Linked DNA regions of Danio rerio: region 1 is linked to region 2. Evidence: chromatin contacts called from public Hi-C data. All regions are on one chromosome and are shown on one strand. The core of a region is the stretch at or near the end of the contact, and the rest is flanking DNA. Distances in the headings are between cores, read along the strand shown.

The links. A called contact is a pair of places that touch in the nucleus more often than the background predicts.
Region 1: a Hi-C map of an unstated tissue shows a contact between it and region 2, with 5 times the contacts expected there. The contact joins the promoter of ccn1 here to the enhancer-like site in region 2. A contact is called at or near these places in 5 of 18 Hi-C or Micro-C datasets (caudal fin, embryo, hematopoietic stem cells and 1 more) and 1 of 4 datasets of contacts at active chromatin or transcription factors (caudal fin).

The regions. Positions count from the first base shown.
Region 1 is chr23:50,077,898-50,081,495 of GRCz12tu, reverse strand. ccn1 (cellular communication network factor 1) reads right to left here and starts at 2,224. Exons shown (of 5, transcript NM_001001826.2): 1 at 2,067-2,224; 2 at 174-387. The coding sequence starts at 2,114.
Region 2 is chr23:50,034,382-50,037,727 of GRCz12tu, reverse strand. The region is part of intron 1 of ddah1 (dimethylarginine dimethylaminohydrolase 1); the gene reads left to right. Among named protein-coding and RNA genes, the nearest start is that of zgc:65873, 16 kb to the right of the region's middle. Within about 2 kb of position 1,442, at least 12 of the 62 cell types and tissues checked have an H3K27ac peak or open chromatin away from gene starts, as enhancers often do.

The sequences.
Region 1 (3,598 bases), core at 975-3,474, 43 kb before region 2:
AATTTGTATCATATACGTATATTTTCTATTTAAATATAATTAAACATTGCATGTGTGTATTTATATATACACACATAATGAATATGCACAGCACACACACTTACAATATGTATGTATGTATTCATGTATGTATGCATGTGTGTGTGTGCATGTGTGTGTAATGAGAAACACACCTCTGCAGATGCCCCTGGTGGCCCCGTGGCTGGCCCCATAGTTGCACTCCAGGCCCTTGCTGTGGTCGCAGGGCTCTGAGCGGCTGCAGTCCTCGTTCAGCTGTCTGGCACACACCAGACAACAGCCGCAGGTGTCCCGCTGCAGACCCACTCCTGGAGGACACTGGGGGGCATCCGGAGCACAGGAGCACACCGCCGGGCAGCTGGAGGACACCTGAACAACACAATCAATGCAGTTATCACCTACATGCACAGCTGGAGGACACCTGAACAACACCACCACCACCACCACCATCAATACATTCAGCACTCTGAAATACAGCTCAGGTCAGGATTTATTCTTCTTAAAATATTTCCTAAATGATGTTGAACAGATTCAGGAGTTGTTCACAGTGTTTCCTCTAATATTTGTTCTTCTGGAGAAAGTCTTATTTGTTTTATTTGGGCTAGAATAAAAGCATTTTTTCATCGTTTTAAACTCATGTTAAGCTCAATATTATTGGCCCCTTCAGCAATATTAGTGTTGGATTGTGTCCAGAACAAACCACTGTTATACAATGACTTGCCTAATTACCCTAACTTTACCCTAATTACCCTAGTGAAGCCTTTACATGCCACTTTAAGCTGAATACTAGTGTCTTGAAGAATATTTAGTCTAATATTATGTGCTGTCATCATGATGAAGATAAGAGAAATTAGTTATTAGAAAATTGTTTAAGTTATGTTTAGAAATGTCCTGTAGAAATCTAAATGTTTTCAGAAATGAGTCAAAATTAAAGGAGTTTTAATAATCTGCCAATGTGGTAAACTAAATAATCGTATGCCAAAAGGAAAAACCATACTATTTCACTTCACCATTGGCAGATTATTTTGCTCGTCTTAAGGAAAAACTCACTTCATTTTGATGTATTATTTCTGAAAACAACACAACATTTTGTAATAGTCTAAAAAATGCTTCTTGATTTCAGAGTTTTTAGATATTTGGACTAGATACAAGACAAAAAGACTCTAGGTAATAGCTTTTTTTTTGCAGTGCACTGGCTTATTAACTTCCTATAATTAAGATATTAACTGTTTATCACCACTTATAAAGTATGATGTATTCTACATCCCCAATATCTAAACCCAGCACTAGCTTAATAACTATTAATAAGCATCTAATTAAAGTAGTTTGAGCTAAAAGTCCAAGTTGTTAATAGCATATGGATTGTACATTGAAATAAAGTTGACCAAATGCTTTTTAGTTTGAGTTATAGTCTCGTTTCCAGTCTAAATATCTTAAGATTATTCTATCAAGAAGCGTTTTATTGACAGTGTTTCTTTTCGTCAAAATTAAAGAGATCTTTCTGAAAACATGAGGATATTGTGTGCTTGTCTAGAAAATGCCTCTTGATTTTAATAATGTTTGGATGTTTGGACTAGGATCAAGGCAGAAACTCTACTTTAAAGCAGTTATGGTTCTGAAATAGTGATGTGAACGCCCCCTAAATAATCAACACTAAACAGCAGTCAACATCTCAAGAGAATCAAAATAAAGTTTTCCTAAGACTTTCTTCAGATTAAATGATTTAATCCACTTCAAGTTTTGTCAATAGGCAAACAAACCATTAAAAAAGGGAGTTTACCCCAAAAACTGAAGAATTACTCGCTATTTACTCTCAGTGAGTTGTTTTAAACCTTCATAAGTTTCTGTTAAACACTTTAAGAAGTTATTTTCATACATTCACTTCTATAGTAGGAATAACAAACATCATGATAGTAATTTATCCAATAATATAGGATCTTCAGTGTTGAACAGAAACTCAGTGAGGTTTATGAAATAATCTTTATGGGTGAACTAACCGTATTCCTATGAGTAAACATCCCTCAACTTCTATATAAAACAGTACTCACCATATCTAAGTGTGCAATAAAGATGACGATAACAGCCCAAGCAAACATCTTCGCGTCTGTGTTTGTCAGCTCGCTGATTTTGAGCAAAATTCCGTCGTTTTTAAGTCCTGTTTTAGTCTGAGGAGCGTCCGTTTGTTTTCCCGCGCGTATGAAGGCGCTGCTCTGCTCCGGAGGCGCGCACGGCGGCGGCTTTATAGGCCAGCGGCGCCCTGACGTCACCGCGTTGAACTGTCCCAAAGATATGCGCGGAATGTTTCATGGCGCGTTTTCCGTCCTCGCTAAGCACCACCCTGTCTCACTTTCCGTCTTTTTTCTCTCTTTTCTTCCCTCTCTTTCCTAAATGAATTTTCCCCTCTCACTGAACACATTCTTTACGGTCGCCCCCCGCCCTCCTCTGCGCTTCTGCTCTCCACGTTTCCTTTTTACATTTGTGTAGAGGTAACTCCGTTAAACTATTAGCAAAACCAAGAGAATTAGCTGCTATAGAGAACAGATGACTTTATATATAGCACATTTACACTGTATAAAAAGTAAAGAGAGTTAGGTAATTATAGAAATAGTTGTTATTAACCCACTACAGTAAGTCTATATGTGTGTGTGTGTGTGTGTGTGTAACCATCTCGCTTACTAACCAGCTTTATTGTGTGTAACGTCATGTTAAAGATTATTACTGGTCACTGAAATATGTGTGATGACTCCGGGGGTCTATTAATGGAGTTATGACGACTCATTCCCAGCACCGCAACCATAAATTAATAATGTACAGGATTCAAACATCCAACTCAACTATTAACCCGATAATTCATCCAAAAAATACAATTATATCATCATCAACAACTTTATGAGCTTCTTTCTTCTGTTGAACACAAAAGAAGACATTTAGAAAAATGTTAGAAACCGGTAACCATTGACTTTCGTACTATTTGTCTTACTGTGTAAGCCAATGGTTGGTTACCTGTTTCAAACATTCTTCAAAATATCTTCTCTTTGTGTTTAACAGAAGAAAGAAACTCATGTTTGAAATAGCTTGATAGTGAGTAAATAGTGTGTAAATCTTGATTTTTGGGGTTGTGAGCTGTGCCTTTAAGAAAAATAATCCTATTTATTTTATTCTATATTTTATTTCAATATATATGTTGGTTTATTTCACGATTTCTCACAACAAAGCAACTTTATGTAACAAGTTAAAGGAAAAGTTCACCCAAAGAACTACAATTATGTCAGCATTTACTTTCTCTTATTGAAGAATGCTGAAAATCGGTAACCATTGACTTCCATATTAGGAAAAACAAATACTGTGTAAGTCAATAGCTACTGGTGTCCAGCATTCTTCAAAATATCTTCTTTTGTGTTCAACAGAAACTCATAAAAGTTTGAAATACTTAAGGGAGAGTGAATCTTCATTTTTTGGGCTGGTGAACTGTCTCTTTAAGAAGAAAATATTATTTATTTTATTCATTTCTAATTGATTTCTATATTTTATATCAATATATACGATGGTTTACTTCACAATTTTATCTAACAGCAAAACA
Region 2 (3,346 bases), core at 193-2,692:
TGTGTTTGTTTATTTGTGTGTTTGTGTGTGTGTATCTATCTGTCTTTGTATGTATGTGGATCTTAGTATATGTGTATGTGTGGGTGCGTGCCTGAGTGTTTGTGTTTGCATTGTGCATGTGTGTGTGTGTGTGTGTGTGTGTGTGTTTATCTATATATCTATGTGTGTTTGTGTCTGTATGTGTGTTTGAGTGTATGTATGTGCATCTGTGTGTGTGTGTGTGTGTGTGTCTCTCTCTGTATCTGTTTGTGTATGTATGTGAATACGTGTGTGTGTTTGTGCACATATGTGTGTATTTATCTCTGTGTGTGTATGTGTGTGTGTGTGTGTGTGTGTGTGTGTGTGTGTATGTATGCTTGTGTATCTATCTGTGTTGTGTGCTTTTGTGTGTGTGTGTGTGTGTGTGTGAGTGCGTTTGTGTGTGTGTGTGTGTGTGTGAATGCGTTTGTGTGTGTGTGTGCGTGTGTGTGCGTGTGCACGTGTGTGTGTGTGTGTGTGTGTGTGTGTGTGTGTGTGCGCGTGTGCATGCGTGTGTGTGTGAGTGCGTTTGTGTGTGTGTGTGTGTGTGTGTGTATGTCTCTCTCTCTCTCTCTCTCTCTCTCTCTCTCTCTGTGTGTGTGCGTGTGCATGTGTGTGTGTGTGTGTGTGTGTGTGTGTGTGAGTGCGTTTGTGTGTGTGTGTGTGTGTGTGTATGTCTCTCTCTCTCTCTCTCTGTGTGTGTGTTTGCGTGTGCATGTGTGTGTGTGAGCTCCTGGTGTTTGGTTGTGTCGCAGCTCTTTATCTGCACAGGGAATTCTGGGTAATGGAATGTTTAACGGCTGGTTTTGGAACGTTGTGCTCTCGTCTCCACGGTAACGGAGCCGTTATCAGCGGTTTATTGTTGTGAATCTGCTGACTTTATTGCAGCTCATCAGCCAATCAGCCGCTCTGATCCAATCTAATCAGCCAATAATCCTGTTGAACCATTAATGACAGTTTCTCAATCCTCTGATATGATCAGCAGCATCACAATCCCACAATCCACCACTGTCAGCTGATGGCTTCACCATTCATTCATTCATTTTTCATTTCAGCTTAGTGTGTTGGTGTGGGTTTCCTCCGGGTGCTCCGGTTTCCCCCACAGTCCAAACACATGCGCTATAGGGGAACTGATCAACTACACTGACTGTAGTGTATGAGTGTAAGAGTGAATGAGTGTGTATGGGTGTTTCCCAGTACTGGGAAGGGCATCTCCTGTGTAAAACATATGCTGGAATAGTTGTCAGTTCATTCAGCTGTGACGACCCCTGGTGAATAAAGAGACTGAGCTGAAGGAAAGTGGCTGAATATTGGAGTGTTTAGTATTGGTAGTGTGTGAAAGCTCCTGTATGAGCACTGAGTGTGTACTGCTGGGCTGTGTGTGTGTGCTGTAAATGCCTGAGATGGCTGTGAGTGCGGCAGATCGCCAGCGAGGGTATTTGGTGATAGATGAGCCTTCACGCTTCAGCTGCCGCTCGGGCTTTTGTCTCGCTGTCCAGGATTCCGGTAAAAGAGCAGAGATAGTGAATGCAGAGCGCACAATCTGAGCGTCTGTAATCGAGCCCATTCCTCTGAGCTGTTGAAGGAGAACAAAGCTGTTCTGCAGACCCAGAACCACACAGAGACCCACAGAGGAGGCCCACGAGGGGCAGAGTGAGGGACCGGGGCCTCAGGGGACAGAAACACTGAGCAGACTGAAGCTTTCATGAGGACAGAAACACTGAACCACCACTGCAGTGTTCCGGTGGATTGCTAAAGGGTTGCTAGGGCTGTCTAATTAGTTGTTAAGGTGTCACTAGTGTGTTCTGGTTGGTTGGTAAGTTGTTGTTAGGGTGTTCTGGTTGGGTGCTAGGGTGGTCTAATTAGTTGTTAATGTGTTACTATTGTGTTCTGGTTGGTTGCTAAGGTGTTGTTAGGCATTGTTAGGGTGTTCTGGTTAGGTCATGTTAGTGTGTACTGGGTGGTTGCCAAGGGGTTCCTTTGGTGTTCTTGTTAGTTGCTACAGTGTTGCTTGGGTTTTTGGTTAGTCGGGAAGGTGTTGCTAGGGTATCTTAATAGTTGCTAAAGTGTTGTGTGAGTGTTTTTGTTAATTGCTAGGGTGTTGTGATCAGCTGTTAAGGTGTTACTACTGTGTTCTGATTGGTTGCTATTGCCAGAGTGTTCTGGTTGGTTGGTAAGTTTGCTAGGGTGGACTGATTAGATGTTAAGGTGTTACTGTTGTGTTCTGCTTCGTTACTAAGGTGTTGCTAGGGTCTTCTAGTTGGTTGCTTAGGTGTTGTTTGTTATTAGGCTTTGTAAGGGTGTTCTGGTTGGTTGCTAAGGTCATGTTAGTGTGTACTGGGTGGTAGCTAAGGGGTTCTTTTGGTGTTCTGGTTAGTTGCTAAGGTGTTAAGGCTTGGGTTTTATGGTTAGTTGGGGAGGTGTTACTAGGGTGTTTTTATTTGTTGCTAAAGTGTTGTTTGGGTGTTCTTGTTAATTGCTAAGGGGTTGCTAGGGTGTTCTGATTAGTTGTTAAGGTGTTACTAGTATGTTTTGGTTGGTTGGTAAGTTATTGTTTGGGTGTTCTGGTTGGTTGCTAGGGTGTTCTGATTAGCTGTTAAGGTGTTACTATGGTGTTCTGGTTGGTTACTAAGGTGTTGCTAGGGAGTTCTAGTTGGTTGCTTAGGTGTTTGTTATTAGGCCTTGTTAGGGTGTTCTGGTCAGTTGCTAAGGTCTTGTAAGTGTATACTGGGTGGTTGCTAAGCGGTTCCTATGGTGTTCTAGTTAATTGCTAAGGTGTTGTTTGGTTACAAAGGTGTTGTTCAGGTGTTCTGGTTGGTTGCTAAGGTGTTACTGAGGAATTCTGATTGACTTGTTGTTAGGGTGTACTTTTTGTTGCTTGGGTGTACGTTTTAGTTGCTAAGGTGTTGTTCATCTGTTCTGATTGCTTGGTAAATGATGATAGGGTGTTCTGGCTAGTTGCTAAGGTGTTGCTTGGGTGTTCTGGTCTGGTTACTATGTGTTGCTTAGAAGTTCTGGTTGGTTGCTAAGGCGTTACTCAAGTGTTCTGATTGGATTGTTGCTAAGGTGTACTTTTTTGTTGCTGAGGTGTTGCTCAGATGTTCTGATTGGTTGTTAAATAATGATAGGTTGTTCTGGTTAGTTGCTAAGGTGTTGTTTGGGTGTTCTGATTGGTTGCGAAAGTGTTGCTTAGGTGTTCTGGTTGGTTGCTAAGGTTTTAGTTAGGAATTCTAATTGGATTGTTGCTAGGGTGTACTGTTTTGTTGCTAAGCTGTTGCTCAGGTGTTCTGATTGTTAAATAAGGTGTTCTGAATAGGTTCTAAGGTGT